Linked DNA regions of Sus scrofa: region 1 is linked to region 2. The links are chromatin contacts, called in public Hi-C maps. All regions are on one chromosome and are shown on one strand. Each heading gives the region's core, a stretch centred on a gene start, on an enhancer-like site or on the middle of the called end of the contact. The rest is flanking DNA. Distances are from core to core; before and after follow the strand shown. Region 1 holds the start of ZNF446 (zinc finger protein 446). Region 2 holds the start of ZNF584 (zinc finger protein 584).

Region 1 (6,846 bases), core at 2,540-5,039, 59 kb before region 2:
CTGAGGAACCCAGCCCCACAGGTGGCAGGGGACACTTAGCTGGCCACAGTGGAGGGCTGGCCGGCCTTGGAGGAAAGGCCTGGCAGAGGCAGAGCTGCAGGCATTTCCTAGGAAGAGCGTCTCCACGCGGACCTCAGGTGTGCAGGGGGGCCAGACTGCTGGGTGTCACTCGGGCTTTCCTGCCAGGCTTGGTCATCGCCATCTTGTCCCCTCCCCACCTACACGTGAAGCTTCCATCCCCAGAAGCCAGCTCAGGACTTCTGGGAGCTGCCAACTCCCTGACTGACTGCTCGATCAGTGGGCCAGGCTCAGTCACTCTAAACCAGATTCCCAGTTGCCCAAGGCCAAAATCCCTTCTTTTTTTTTTTTTTTAGCTTTTTCTAGGGCCACTCCCGCGGCATACGGGCGATTCCCAGGCTAGGGGTCTAATCAGAGCTGTAGCTGCTGGCTTACACCAGAGCCACAGCAACGTGGGATCCGAGCCGTATCTGTGACCTACACCAGAGCTCATGGCAATGCCAGATCCTTAACCCACTGAGCGAGGCCAGGGATCGAACCACAACCTCATGGTTCCTAGTCGGATTCGTTTCTGCTGCACCACAACAGGAACTCCCAAGATACCTTCCAAGCGCAGGTCTGTCCCTCTGTGCCCCAGGGCCTGCAAGGGGTGCCCTGACACCAACTCCATTTTGGGGCAGCAAAGAACAGAGGTGCTGGCCAAGGAACCTGGACAACTGGCAGGGCAGAGAGTGGTCACCAGGAACTCCCTCTACCCACCGCAGGCCTGCACCTGCCACCAGGGGCTGCTGACCTGAATCCTAGACGGGTGGAAAGGCGCAGAGGTCGGTTCCTGTCGTTCGAGGCACCTCTCATGGGACGTGGCTGGGTTTAGGGGGCTGGAGGGTGCTAGGAAGTGAAGCAGACAGGCGTCAGGGGCTGCTCATGTGAGCCGGGGCAGGCAAGGAATCAGTGTTGGTGCTTCACTGGGCCCACCTCTGCCAGCAGGGGGCAGCCCTCCGGGTGTGCTAGGCACACAGCCAGCAGGCAGGCAGCCCTGCCCTCTGCCCTCCCAGGGACCAAGCTCTGCAGTCTGCAGTCCCTTGTAGGTCCCCCTCCCACCTGGGACACCCACACTCCCTCCAGAAGCCCCCAGCTCCAGCATAACCTCTCCTGGGTTCCCACTCTAGCTGGGGATGTTGCACTGTCTCCAGGAACCCCGAGCCCTACTGCGCCCCCACTCTCACCGGTCTCCTGCCCATAGCCAGCAGGCTCCTCCTTCACACTGCAGCTGGGATGGGCACCCCCCTCCATCTGCGCATCGTTGGACCCCTCCCCAGAGGCTGCCCTGAGGGGCTCCACTGGCTCTGAAGGGTGGGAGCTCCTCACAGATTTCTCTGTCTTCTGTGCTGCTGGAAGCACTGCCCGCTTCAGGACGTGCGCTGTAATCTGAGGAGAGAGGCAAGTTACCGGGGAGCCAGTCTCACTCTGTCCCTGCAAGAAACCCACACTTCCACACTCACCCAGCTGAGCAGCTGCCCAGGGTCATGCTGCAGGCCCTCGACCAGAACAGCAGCCTCCTCTGGGCTGCCTGGCCTCTGGCCCCGCACCCAGGCCTGGATCTCAGGGGGCAGAGCGCCCAGGAACTGCTCCAGCACCAGCAGCTCCAGCATCTGCTCCTTGGAGTGAGCCTCTGGCTGCAGCCACTGGTGGCACAGCTCCCGCAGCCGGGCCAGGGCCTCGTGGGGACCGGCTGCCTCCTGGTAGCAGAAGCCCCGGAAGCGCTGGCGTGCTGCCTCGGGCTCCTCCAGGGTGGCCTCGGAGTCCAGAGAGGGGAGGCTCGGGGGACCCAGTGGGGATGGCATTGTGCTGCGAGTCTTCCTGGAGCCACCAAGAGGGACTTGCAGGATAGGAGGGGTCAGGGTGACAGCCTCAAGCCCACAGGCAGGGTAAGTCACCTGTGTGCACACAGGCCCAGCCCAGGGGACTGAGGCTGCGACAGAGAGGACCCTGGTGTGGGGATGCTTGAGGCTGAGTTGGGGAAAGCTTCAAGGAGGAAGGAGTCACAGAGCGGAAGGAAGCCTTGTGAACCAAGGCTTGGAGGCAAGTTGTTGACAGAGCTTCCAGAAAACTGCAGGGAACTGCTGGGAGATGATGCTGGAGAGGAAGGCAAAGGGAGTCATCAGAGGCTGCCAGGGACAGGCTGAGGAGCCCCGGAAAGCCATCGCGGCGGAGAGAGGGGGTAATTAGGGCTGTAGTAGGGCACGATCCGGGGTGAGGACTGGGGCCAGGCCGCCTGTCCTCACCGTCTCCGGGAGACGTTGACTCAAGTGGGGCACCCTGAAGGGCTGGTCTGCGCTTGGTCGAGGCAGGGGCTGATGTGGACCCCGAGATACAGAGCTCGCTGACCACGGAGAGCAGTGCTTCACTCACAACGTCTGGACCGAGCGTGTGAAAAGCCGGAGCAAAGCAAAGAGGAGCTACGAGTTGTGTGAAGCGGTCAGCAAATAATTGTGTCTCAGGCTCGCAGAGACTCCGGGGTGAAACACGCCCAGCGCGGGATCGGGGGGCTGGCTCACAGGCTGGACCAAACCTGACGCCTGGAGTTCGCCTTCCAAAGAGGAGGTTTTCCCGCAGGAGGGACGTGGACCGGCCCGGGAAAAGGCTTGGAAGCTGGAGGCCCAGGGCACATTGGGAGGTAGTGAGAGGCCACGCCCACCCAGCCAGGCCTGCGCCCACCTCCGCCACCCGAGGCCACTGGGAGCCAGCGTCCCCGCCCGCCCCTTGGGCAGAGCCGCCTTGGCCAATCATGCATCTGCTCCGAAGGCGCCGCCCCCTCCCCTCGGACTACTTTTCCCATGAGCCTCAGCAAGGACAGGCGCGGCCTCCGCCAGCAGATGCTCCTTTTCGGAGGCATCTCACGATTGAGAGGTGCCCCATCCCTTCGAGAGGAATGTGAAGAGTGGCAGGGTTTTGAGGGGGGCTCCCTACCCTCCCCAGCAGCTACTTTCCCTTAGTACCCGCGCACTAGCACTCACCGACGGCCGAGAGGGATGGTACCGTCTGATCCTGCGCATGTGCACGACAGGCCCGGCGCCTATTGGCAAGCGAGGCGATGGGTGGGGAAGTAGCGTGACCTGTCGGCCAATCAGAGCTGGCGCTCGCCCCAGGCTCCTCCCCAAGCGTCCTTCTTGAGGCTTCTTTCCAGTCGCCCGGCCGTCACCTTGGTAACCCCTGGAGCACCGCGGCTGGCCTCCAGCTGCTTCCAAGGCAACGTCCAGAGCGCTGCCCTGCTCTCTGCGGGGGCCGGAAGTGGCTGCCTGTGGGGTGTAGTTCCTCCGAACCTCCTCTCCAGATGGTCCCAGGAGGGGGCCGGAACCTGCCGGGAAGGCTGGCCTAACCCACGGGGTTTCTCCGCCATCCTCGGGAATTTCTACAGCGAGGATGGCGCTGGGGACCTTCATTCGACCACCGCTGAGCGCCCTGTGGACATGCGGGGACTGCAGGAAGAACACCCATCTACTGACGAAGAAACTGTCCATGATTTACACCTTCATAGCCTCACACGTGGCTTCAGCTGGATCAGTACTGCAAAGCGAGGGGTGGTTTTTGTCCAGAATTATGGGACATGTTTTACATACTTTCCGGACCAGAACCAGTCAGGGTGACTTTTGTTTGTTTGTTCTTGGGGCCTCACCCGCAGCATATAGCAGTTCCCAGGCCAGGAACCAAAGCTATGGCTGCTAGCCTAGTCACAGCCACAGCAACGGAGTTTCTGAGCTGCGTCTTCCACCTACACCACAGCTCACCAAAGCTTTCCAGATCCTTAACCCACTGAGCAAGGCCAGGGATTGAAACCGTGTCCTCATGAATACTAGTCGGACTCATTTCTGCTGTGCCACAATGGGAATAAACATAAAAACCTTGGTTTTTAGATAGGAAAAGCGCAATTAATCAGGCCCAGCTTGACCGGTGGGGAAGAGCTGAGGATGGCAACCAGGCTGTAGGAGCTTTTGTCCAAGATGCAGAAAAGGTTGCATGAAACTCTGTGTCCTCACTTGATGTTCCACAGACTCCTTTGTTCCTGAATCCCGTGACCTTCCCACAAGAGCCCTCCATCTGCTCTGTGGGGTTGTCTGCATTTCACAGGGGTGCAGCCTGAGGCTGAAGTGACCTGTTCACGGCTCCCTCATGGAGGCCAGCCTGGGGGAGGGTGAGGCCGGGACCCAAGAGAGCAGAGAGGATGGGCCCATAAGGGGCGGATAGTGGCTCAGAGGCCCTGCACTTGAGTCTTGCAGTGCCTGCTCCTGAATTACTCCTCTCCTTACCCCGTGTCTCCCCTCCTTGCAAAAACCTGTGAAGCTTCGGGGACCAAACCCTGCTGGCAGGTGGGGAGTCATACACATCACGTCTCTGCTTAGGTGGTGGCAAATGGCTGTGAGAGCTGGACATGAAGGGACTGAAGCACCCACTGGGCTGGGGTTAACCTTTTGGGTCCTGCATATGGCTTCTGCCTCACAATCAGGGCCTGGGTCACCTCCTATTACAGCTGCTCTTGGGGCAGGCCCTGGGTGGGCCACACACAGGATGCCTCTCCACCCTGTGTCCTCCCAAAGGGACCAGGGTTACAGCCAAATCCCTCCAGCTGTGATGACACGCCTGCACTGTGCTAGGATTAAACCAGTTTCAGGCTGCTACTATTCACATTTTTTAAACTTTTTTTTTTTTTAACCACGCCTCTGGCACGTGGAAGTTCCCAGGCCAGAGCACAAATCTGCGCCTCGGCAGCAACTTGAGCCACAGCAGTGACAACACTGGACCCTTAACCCACTGTGCTACCAGGGAACTCTTATTTGCATGTTTTTGAAAAGAAACCTTTATTAGGGAGCCTCTCTGGACTCTTGTCTTGTTAAAACTTTCTGAACCATAACCTGGAGGCGGAGGCTGTGGACCTACGCAGTGCTGTGCAAAAGTTTACAATGTTTATCGACTCTGAGATTAACGTCTCCCAGTCTTTCCCTCCCAGTAAAAAGACCATTAAGTCCCCTGGGGATGAAGCCCAAGGTCGAGGCCACAGGACACCAACTGGGCACCACCCCACCTGTCTGACTCATTGTCCCCACCGCGTGGGGAATGTCACTCTGGGGAGTCACCCTGGGAGGGCACCACACAGAGCCTTAGGTAATGGCAAGTCCTCCTTCCAATGCGGGAGGAACAACAGGAAGGCACATGGCCACTCGACCACACAGAACCATGCTGCCCCATCCTGTCCCCTCTGACCTGTTGTTAAGCTCACCCCTCAATAGTGTAGGGGGACGGAAAGTCTCCTGTAATGCTGACTTTGGCAGCAATGGGACACAGCCGATGCTGAGACCTGGACCACAATCTGAGTGAACAAGCACAGCTGGGGAACCATCACGCTCAGTCTTTGTCCTCCCCTCCCACCCGAGGACCTTCCGCCTCCAGCTCCTTGGGGTCTGCCAACTGCAGGGGACACGCAGGCTTCACCTGGCCCTCACAGCTGGCAGGCTAAGTATGTGGGGAAGGTGGTGAGCTTCCCGGATGCTGGGCCAGCGGCTCTGATGTGTGCAGCTCCCAGCCCCTCTGTGCCTCAGTTTCCTCAGCCCCTTCACAAGAGCTGTCAGGAGAAACCCTGCCGCACTCAGCACTGGGACTGGCAGTTGACACCTACTGGCCCTCACCCAGGTCAGGCCTGCCCGGCGCGCAGACCCCCTCTGCAGGCCCGACTCTTCTCTTGCCCAGACCCGGGCCCTAAGGCTCAGGGCCCAGCCACCTGGCCGAGCCAGCACCTTCCCCCCATGACTTCTGTGCACTGCACCTGCTCCCAGGAAGCCTTGGAAGAACGGAGGCCTTGGGGGTGGGCGGGATATCCTGGGAGTTGGGGTGTTACATACAAACCCCAAAGTTTGTGTGTAAACCTCAGAAATTTCTCAGGACTGCCTCCACCCCACCCTGGCCCTTCCCATTCAAGCTTACGGTCAAAACATGCAGGATCCGGCACCACCATGCTGGCCGCCCCGACCTTCCTGCAGGATGACCTCTTGGGGAGAGAGGCGCAAGCTGCTGCTGACGAGCGGCCAGTCTCGACACCACGTGCAGGCAGAAGTGGTGCACACACGCAGGGCTTCTCCAAAGCGTGCATCTGCAGAGGCCAGGGGCCCTGAAGCCACAGACGGAATCGCCACAGGCGAGGTCGGCCAGGGCTGCTACCTCAGGCCTCAGCTGTCTTTGCAACAGCGGCTGGGCCTGAGGAGGCGGTGGGCCCGGCTTCCCTCCGCAGCGCGCCCTCCGGCGAGGCCCCTGCAGGAGGCCTGGCCTGGGGGCGCGGGCCTGCGCTGGGCCTCCGCGGCGGCTTCTCGCCGGTGTGCAGCCTCTGGTGGTGGAAGAGGGCCGGGCGCTCGCGGAAGGCGCGGCCGCACTGAGCGCACACGAAGGGCTTCTCGCCCGTGTGGATGCGCCTGTGGCTGAGCAGCACGGCGCCCTTGGCGAAGGCCTTGCCGCAGTCGCTGCAGCGGAAGGGCCGCTCGCCCGTGTGCAGCAGCCGGTGCTGCCGGAGGTTGGAGCTGTGGCTGAAGGCGCGGCCGCACTGCGCACAGGCGAAGGGCTTCTCGCCCGTGTGCACGCGCCGGTGCTTGAAGAGCGACGAGCCCTGGCTGAAGGCGGCGCCGCAGAGCGCGCAGGCGAAGGGCTTCTCGCCCGTGTGCGTGCGCTCGTGCTGGATCAGGTGCGAGTTGCGGCAGAAGCTGCGGCCGCAGCGCGCGCAGGCGTAGGGCCGGCCGCCCGCGTGGATCTTGCGGTGCTGGCTGAGGTTGGAGCGGTGGCTGAAGG
Region 2 (6,838 bases), core at 3,491-5,990:
TTAAGGATTTTCGTTATCACTGCAGCAGCCCTGGTCACTGCTGTGGTATGGGTGTGATCCCATGAAACTCCACATGCTGGGAGTGTGAGAAAAAAAAAATGAGAGCTGGAGTTCTCGTCGTGGCGCAGTGGTTAACGAATCCGACTAGGGACCATGAGGTTGCGGGTTCGGGCCCTGCCCTTGCTCAGTGGGTTAAGGATCCCACGTTGCCGTGAGCTGTGGTGTAGGCTGCAGACGCAGCTCGGATCCCGAGTTGCTGTAGCTCTGGTGTAGGCCGGTGGCTACAGCTCCGACTGGACCCCTAGCCTGGGAACCTCCATATGCTGCGGGAGCGGCCAAAAAAATGGCAAAAAGACAAAAAAAAAAAAAAAAATTAGAGCTAAATAAATAGAAAGACATCATGTTGGCGGACTGGAAGATATGGAGGGAGTTCACACTATGGCACAGTGGGTTAAGGATGCAACGCTGTATCCGCAGCAGCTCAGGCCACTGCTGAGGCACAGGTTTGATCCCCGCCCTGGCAGTAGGTCACAGCTTTGGCTCAAATTCAGTCCCTAGCCTGGGAATTTCCATGTGCCGAGGGTTCAGCCAAAAAGAAAAAAAAAGATACTAAGATGACAGTAATGCCCAAACTGATCCACAGACTGGAACTCCCGGCTCATGCCTGGTCCAGGGAGGGCCGATTCAGTTTCCTGTGGAGGAAGGAGGCAAAACCTGGAGCACAGAGGGGCCACAGGTCCATCGAAGTCACACAGCCAGAGAGAAACAGAGCTGGGTGGAACCTGGTGGACAAACGGTGAGAATCTGAACCCCAAGCCCTGGGGCAACAGGTGCTGAGGCTGCCAATAGGGCAGCTCAGCGAGAGGCAGGGAGGCGCCCCTCTGTGGCTTCAGGACAGAGAGAACTCCCACGGAGAAGAGACAGAGGTGGGCATTCGCTGGGGGAGAGGGAGAGACTTACCCAGCGAGCCGACGAGCGTGAAGTTCTCCAGCATCACATCATGGTACAGGCCCCTCTGGGTCGAATCAAGGAGCCCCCACTCCTCCCGGGAGAAATACACTGCCACGTCGTCAAAAGTCACTCGGCCCTGTAATGACGGATTCGAGTGACCCTCAGGGCGGATAATGGACAGAAAGTCAATCAGATGACAGCGAGAGGAACACATCCGTGCCCATGACCCGTCTCGGGGTCCTGCCGCCTCTCTTACTGACGCCATCTCTCCCTTTCAGCCCTTGGCTCCCACTTACCCTCACCCCTCCCTGCTCCTAACACCCCATCTCAGGGGACTCTCAGGGCCCCAGTACCATTGGTGCACCTCTGTTTTCATGGAACTGTCCTTTATTTATTTGCTTTTTAGGGCTGCACCTGGGGCACATGGAAGTTCCCAGGCTAGGGGTCTGCCAGCCTAGGCCACAGCCACAACAATGCTAGACCGGAGCTGTATCTGCGACCTGCAGCTCCTGGCAATGCCAGATCCTTAGGCCGCTGAGCAAGACCAGGGATCTAACCGGCTTCCTCATGGATATTAGTTCCTCATGGATATTATCATGATATTCCTCATGGATTTTTTTTTCCGGTCTTTTTGCCTTTTGTAGGGCCACTCCTGCAGCATATGGAGGTTCCCAGACTAGGGGTCTAATCGGAGCCGTAGCAGCTGGCCTACACTAGAGCCACAGCCATGCAGGATCCGAGCTGCATTTGCAACCTACACCACAGCTCACGGCAACGCCGGATCCTCGACCCACTGAGCAAGGCCAGGGATCGAACCCACAACCTCATGTTCCCTAGTCGGATTCGTTAACCACTGCGCCACGACGGGAACTCCTAGTTGGGTTCTTAACCTGCCGAGCCACAAGGGGAACTCCTCATGGTACCATTAAATTCTGCATCCAGCCCACAACAGGCTGGTGGTGACCAGACAGATGCCACCTAGATACCCCACCAAGCACACAAGACCCACCTTATTTCCGGCCAGTCAATTCCCTCTGTGTCCCAGAGATCACCATTCAAAGTAACAAACCTTAGGCTCATCTTGCCCTTTCAGTACTGAGAACCTGGTCCCAGGGCCCTCCAGTGTGCCCTCCTGGCCCACCACACACATAACGCCGTACTGCAGCATGCTACAACTCCACGCCCGCAGCACAACCTCACCAGTCCTCTCCAGTGGCACTTCTCCAGAGTGCATCCATAGAGAGCAACCACAATCCCCTCCGTCCCATGTCCTCCCCACACCTCCAAAGGCCCACTGCCAACGGGGTCCCCCAGGTCTGCACAGAGGGCTGCTCAGCCTTCAACACAAGCCCAGGAACCACACATGGAGCTCCAGGACCCCAACCCTCCTCCTTCTCTGCCTTTGAGACAAGCTGGGACTTGGGAACTTTTGATGCACTGCCTGCCTCTGGACAAACTCTCCCCCAGCAAAAAAAAAAAAAAAAAAAAAAAAAATGCAAAGAAACTGAAAGGGACTAAAAATAATTGCCTGCAGGGAGTTCCCATAGTGGTTCAACTGTTACCAACACGCCTAGTATCCATGAAGACATTGTTGGATCCCAAGCCTCGCTCAGTGGGTTAAGAATCCGGCGTTGCCGTGAGCTGTGAGGAAGGTCGCAGACGCGGCTCGGATCTGGTGTGGCTGTGGCTATGGGGCAGGCTGGCAGCTGCAGCTCCGATTTGACCCCTAGCCTCGGAACTTCCATATGTCACAGGCATGGCCCTGAAAAGACACACACGCACACACGACACGTGCAAATTATGAAAACACGCCCTTCACACAACACCACCAAGGGGTGGGCCGACCACCTAAGCCACCCGTCGCGCTAAACACCTGGACCCACCCCTCACCCCATTAAAGAAACCACTTGGTCCCACCCTCAAAGCGTGAGCGAGGAAACCTGTTAATTGCTTTCGCTCCCTTACGCTGCAACGTGAGTGCCAAGAAAACCTGGTCTGAATTTCTTATCCAGTCTCTTATCAATTTCTACCGACTAAGTAAGCCAAGAACCCTGGTGGGTAACCCTTCGCACAGACTGTCCCTTCACCTGTCACAGCCTTCCTCACCTCTCCAGTGCTCGTTCAGAGTCTGCCCCCGCCGGGTGCCGAGCCAGGTGAAGAGATTTTGGTGGGGGCACCTCCCACTCACCTGCGCCTCCTCGGCCATCGGAAACTGGCGGCAGACGCAGCTGAGATCCGTACCAGCAGGAGCCCAAAGCCGACAAGGAAAACACTCCCAAAGCCTAGGAGCTAAGTCAAGAGGTTCTCAGGGTGGCACAGCCAGTCTCAGAAAGAGGGGTTTATGTCCCGGGTCAGGGAGCGAGCAAAGGTGCTGAGAGGGTCGCTGCGCTTCCCTCCGCCGGGTTGGTCTCTGGTGCCAACGCTGCCCTCAAAACGCTCGCACCGACAGCCAGCGGGGGCCAAACCGGAACCGCAGGGCAACGCCGGAAGTCCCACCCGCGGTGCCCCTTAGACTCCCGCAACGCAGAGCTCTCGTCACCTCTGACCCCGTGCGGGCGCTCAAAGACTACACTTCCCATGAGCGCAGAGGAACGGACATAGCCAATGATAGCCCAGGGGAGGGGCCCCGCATCAGCTTGGCGGGAACTTCCGGTGTCGAATTTCGACGGCTCCCTGCCCTCACACCAGGCGGAGGAATAGAGCGTCTACGTGAGGGGTGGCCTCCGGGAGGCTCCCCGAGCTCGCGGAAAGCGGCGCGGGCAGGGCTTGGGAGTTGGGGAGTCCCGCCACGTCCTGTAGGCGCGGGGACCGTGGCGAGTGTCTGGTCTCCCTTAGCTGCCGTGGCCCCAAAGGTAGAAAGGTGCAATGACATTCACTGATTTCAAGTGCAAAATTCGATGAGGTTGGAAAAATATTTATTATTTATGCCATTTATTAATATTATGTATGGCATTTATTAGATTCGAGTTACTTTTTGGGGTCATCTCCTTAGCCCAATACAGCTTTATCCCACCCACCTCCATTGTGCTGTTACTGGCAAGTATATTTGTTATTGGCTGAACAGTACAATTGTAAGTACATGTACTTTTAAAGTAAGAAATATGGGAGTTCCTGTTCTGGTTCAGCAGGTTACGAAGCCAACTAGTATCCATAAGGATGCAGGATCCATCTTTGGCCTTGCTCAATGGGTTGGGGATCTGGCCTTGCCATGAGCTGTAGTGTAGGCTGCAGACTCTGCTAGGATCTCAGGTTGCAGTGGCCGCTGTTGCTGTGGTGTATGCTGTAGCTCCAATTTGACCCCTAGCCTGGGAACTTTGATGCCACGGGTGCGACCCTAAAGAGCAAAAAAAAAAGGGCGGGGGGTGGAGTTCCCAGGTTAAAGGTCAGGCATTTTCACTGCAGCAGCTATGATCGCTGGGAACCTAGGTTGTACTGGGACCTTCCACAAGCCAAGGATGGGACAGGGTGGGGAAGAGAGCAGAAACCTCCAAGTCACCAAGACACAAGCCTGAGTTGGCACCTGTGCACTATTTAACAAGCATACATTCTGTTTATCAGGTGTCTATCTGCTGATGATAAATGTAATCCGTGTTCAATGCCAGCCTTTTTTTCACAGCAATACCCTAATTATCTGCAATAGTGCCCTATTTATTGTTAGACACTTTCCCCTTAAAACAGTGTGGTTCCTAAGTACATTTTATGTACCTTCTTGGAGCTGTTTCTGGAGAGTTGTGGGTTTGTTTTTGTCTTTCTAGGGCCGCACCCCCGGCAATATGGAGGTTCCCAGGCTAAGGGTCTAATCAGAGCTGTAGCTGCCGGCCAGTGCCAGAGCCACAGCAACACCAGACCCGAGCCGCCTCTGCGACCTACACCACAGCTCACAGCAACGCCGGATCCTTAACCCACTGAGCAAGGCCAGGGATTGAACCCACAACCTCATGGTTCCTAGTTGGATTCGTTAACCACTGTGACACGACAGGAGCTCCAAAAATCCTTTATGAGACTTGCGTTTTGCAGATAATTTCTCCTAGACTACGACTTGTCATTTCATACTGTTTCTTGTTGTCTTTCACAGAGCAGAATTTCTATTTAGAGAAGTCCAACTGTACATCTTTCTTCATGGATCATGCTTTTTGTGTTGTATCGAAAAGTTGCCTCAGAGTTCCTGTCGTGGCGCAGTGGTGAACGAATCTGACTAGGAACCATGAGGTTGCGGGTTCGGTCCCTGCCCTTGCTCAGTGGGTTAAGGATCTGGCATTGCCATGAGCTGTGGTGTAGGTCACAGATGCGGCTCGGATCTGGCGTTGCTATGACTGTGGCGTAGGCGGGCGGCTACAGCTGCGATTCGACCCCTAGCCTGGGAACCTCCATATGCCGTGAGAGTGGCCCAAGAAATGGCAAAAAGACAAAAAAAGAAAAAGAAAAAAAAAAGAAAAGTTGCCTCAATGCCAAACTCAAAAGTCACCTAGAGGGAATTCCTGTTGTAGTTCAGTGGGTTACGAACCCGACTAGTATCCATGAGAATGTGGATTCAATCCCTGGCCTCGCTCAATGGGTTAAGGATCTGGCACTGGCATGAGCTGTGGTGTAGGTCGCAGACATGGCTCAGATCTGGCATTGCTGTGGCTGGGGCCTAGGCGGGCGGCTACAGCTCCAATTCGACCCCTACCCAGAGAACTTCCATATGCCACAGGGCACCCCTAAAAAGAAAAAAGACTTTCCAACACTGGTGGCAATCTTATGGCCTTCCTTCCACATGAACCTTCTGGTGCCAAATGAGATAAGAGTTTCTGCTATAGACCGTCCCACAGTCAGAGCATCCGTAAGGCCTTACTCCAGTGTGAGCTCGCTGGTGCCAAGTAAGGCTGCAGTTTTGGCTAAAGAATGCACCACATTCTTTGCCCTCAGAAAGCCTTTCCCCAGTATGAATTCTCTGGTGCTGAGCAAGTGTGAATTTGTGGCTAAATGTTTTCTCGCATTGGAAGCACTTGAAACATTTTGTTTCACTGTGTACTTTCTTTCCTTTTTTGTGTGTGTGTTTTGTCTTTTGAGGGCCTCACGGCCTATGGAGGTGCCCAGGCTACAGGGTCGAATCGGAGCTGTAGCCGCTGGCCTACACCACAGCCACAGCAACACGGGATCCGAGCCGCCTCTGCGACCTACACCCCAGCTCACAGCAACGCCGGATCCTCAACCCACGGAGCAAGGCCAGGGATCGAAGCTGCCGCCTCATGGTTCCTGGTGGGATTCGTGAACCCCTGAGCCACGGTGTACTTGCTGCTGCGTGGTCCATGTGGTGATGGCGGAAGCCATTCCCGCACTCCTTACACTGGAGGGATGTTTCTCCAGGGGGCAGTTTTCTCTGAGTAATGAGAGTTGATTTCTTGCAGAAGGCACTGCCACCTGGTGGATACCTATGGGATCTCAGGCAGCTGAAGAGGCAGAGCTCTTTGGGAAAGAGTTCCCGCAGGTGCTGTCCCATGGGGACCCCTGCGTGCTGCCTGAGACTGGAGCTGTGGGGGAAGGTCTCCCCGGAGCTCCGCGGTCGCGGGCCCGTCCGGGACGGGCCCTTGCTGAACAAGGCCCGAGCTAGCCTGGACATCAGCGCCACCCTCCCTGCACACGAAGGGCTCTGCTGAGGGACCTGCTCAAGAGAGTCCTCCGCACTGTGCACCCCACACAGGCCACCTAAAGCATAGCAATGCTGTCCACGGAGAGCTGGGTCCGAGGAGGAGGCACCCTCGTCGTCCATGCACGTCAACACTCGGGAAGGTCTTCAGGGATGGAAGGTTCTGAGGAAGGGTCTGGACAGAAGAGCTGCCCATGCAGGCCAGGGCCCAGCCAGATGACAGCATGTGAGAGACCACAGCAGAGATGAGACCACAAA

What was found. Hi-C and Micro-C count contacts between places; a contact is called where the count stands out from the background.
Region 1: a Hi-C map of liver shows a contact between it and region 2, with 2.8 times the contacts expected there. The contact joins the promoter of ZNF446 here to the promoter of ZNF584 in region 2. A contact is called at or near these places in 1 of 5 promoter capture datasets (liver), 18 of 47 Hi-C or Micro-C datasets (alveolar macrophages, brain, embryonic fibroblasts and 10 more) and 2 of 2 datasets of contacts at active chromatin or transcription factors (alveolar macrophages and skeletal muscle).

The regions. Positions count from the first base shown.
Region 1 is chr6:63,047,284-63,054,129 of Sscrofa11.1, reverse strand. It overlaps ZNF446 (zinc finger protein 446), which reads right to left and starts at 3,789. Exons shown (of 4, transcript XM_021097395.1): 1 at 3,036-3,789; 2 at 1,245-1,446; 3 at 812-906. The coding sequence starts at 3,539. LOC110261334 (zinc finger protein 324A-like) reads right to left here. Exons shown (of 4, transcript XM_021097374.1): 4 at 4,857-6,846. The coding sequence ends at 6,230.
Region 2 is chr6:62,989,116-62,995,953 of Sscrofa11.1, reverse strand. It overlaps ZNF584 (zinc finger protein 584), which reads right to left and starts at 4,740. Exons shown (of 3, transcript XM_021097413.1): 1 at 3,140-4,740; 2 at 961-1,087. The coding sequence starts at 3,157.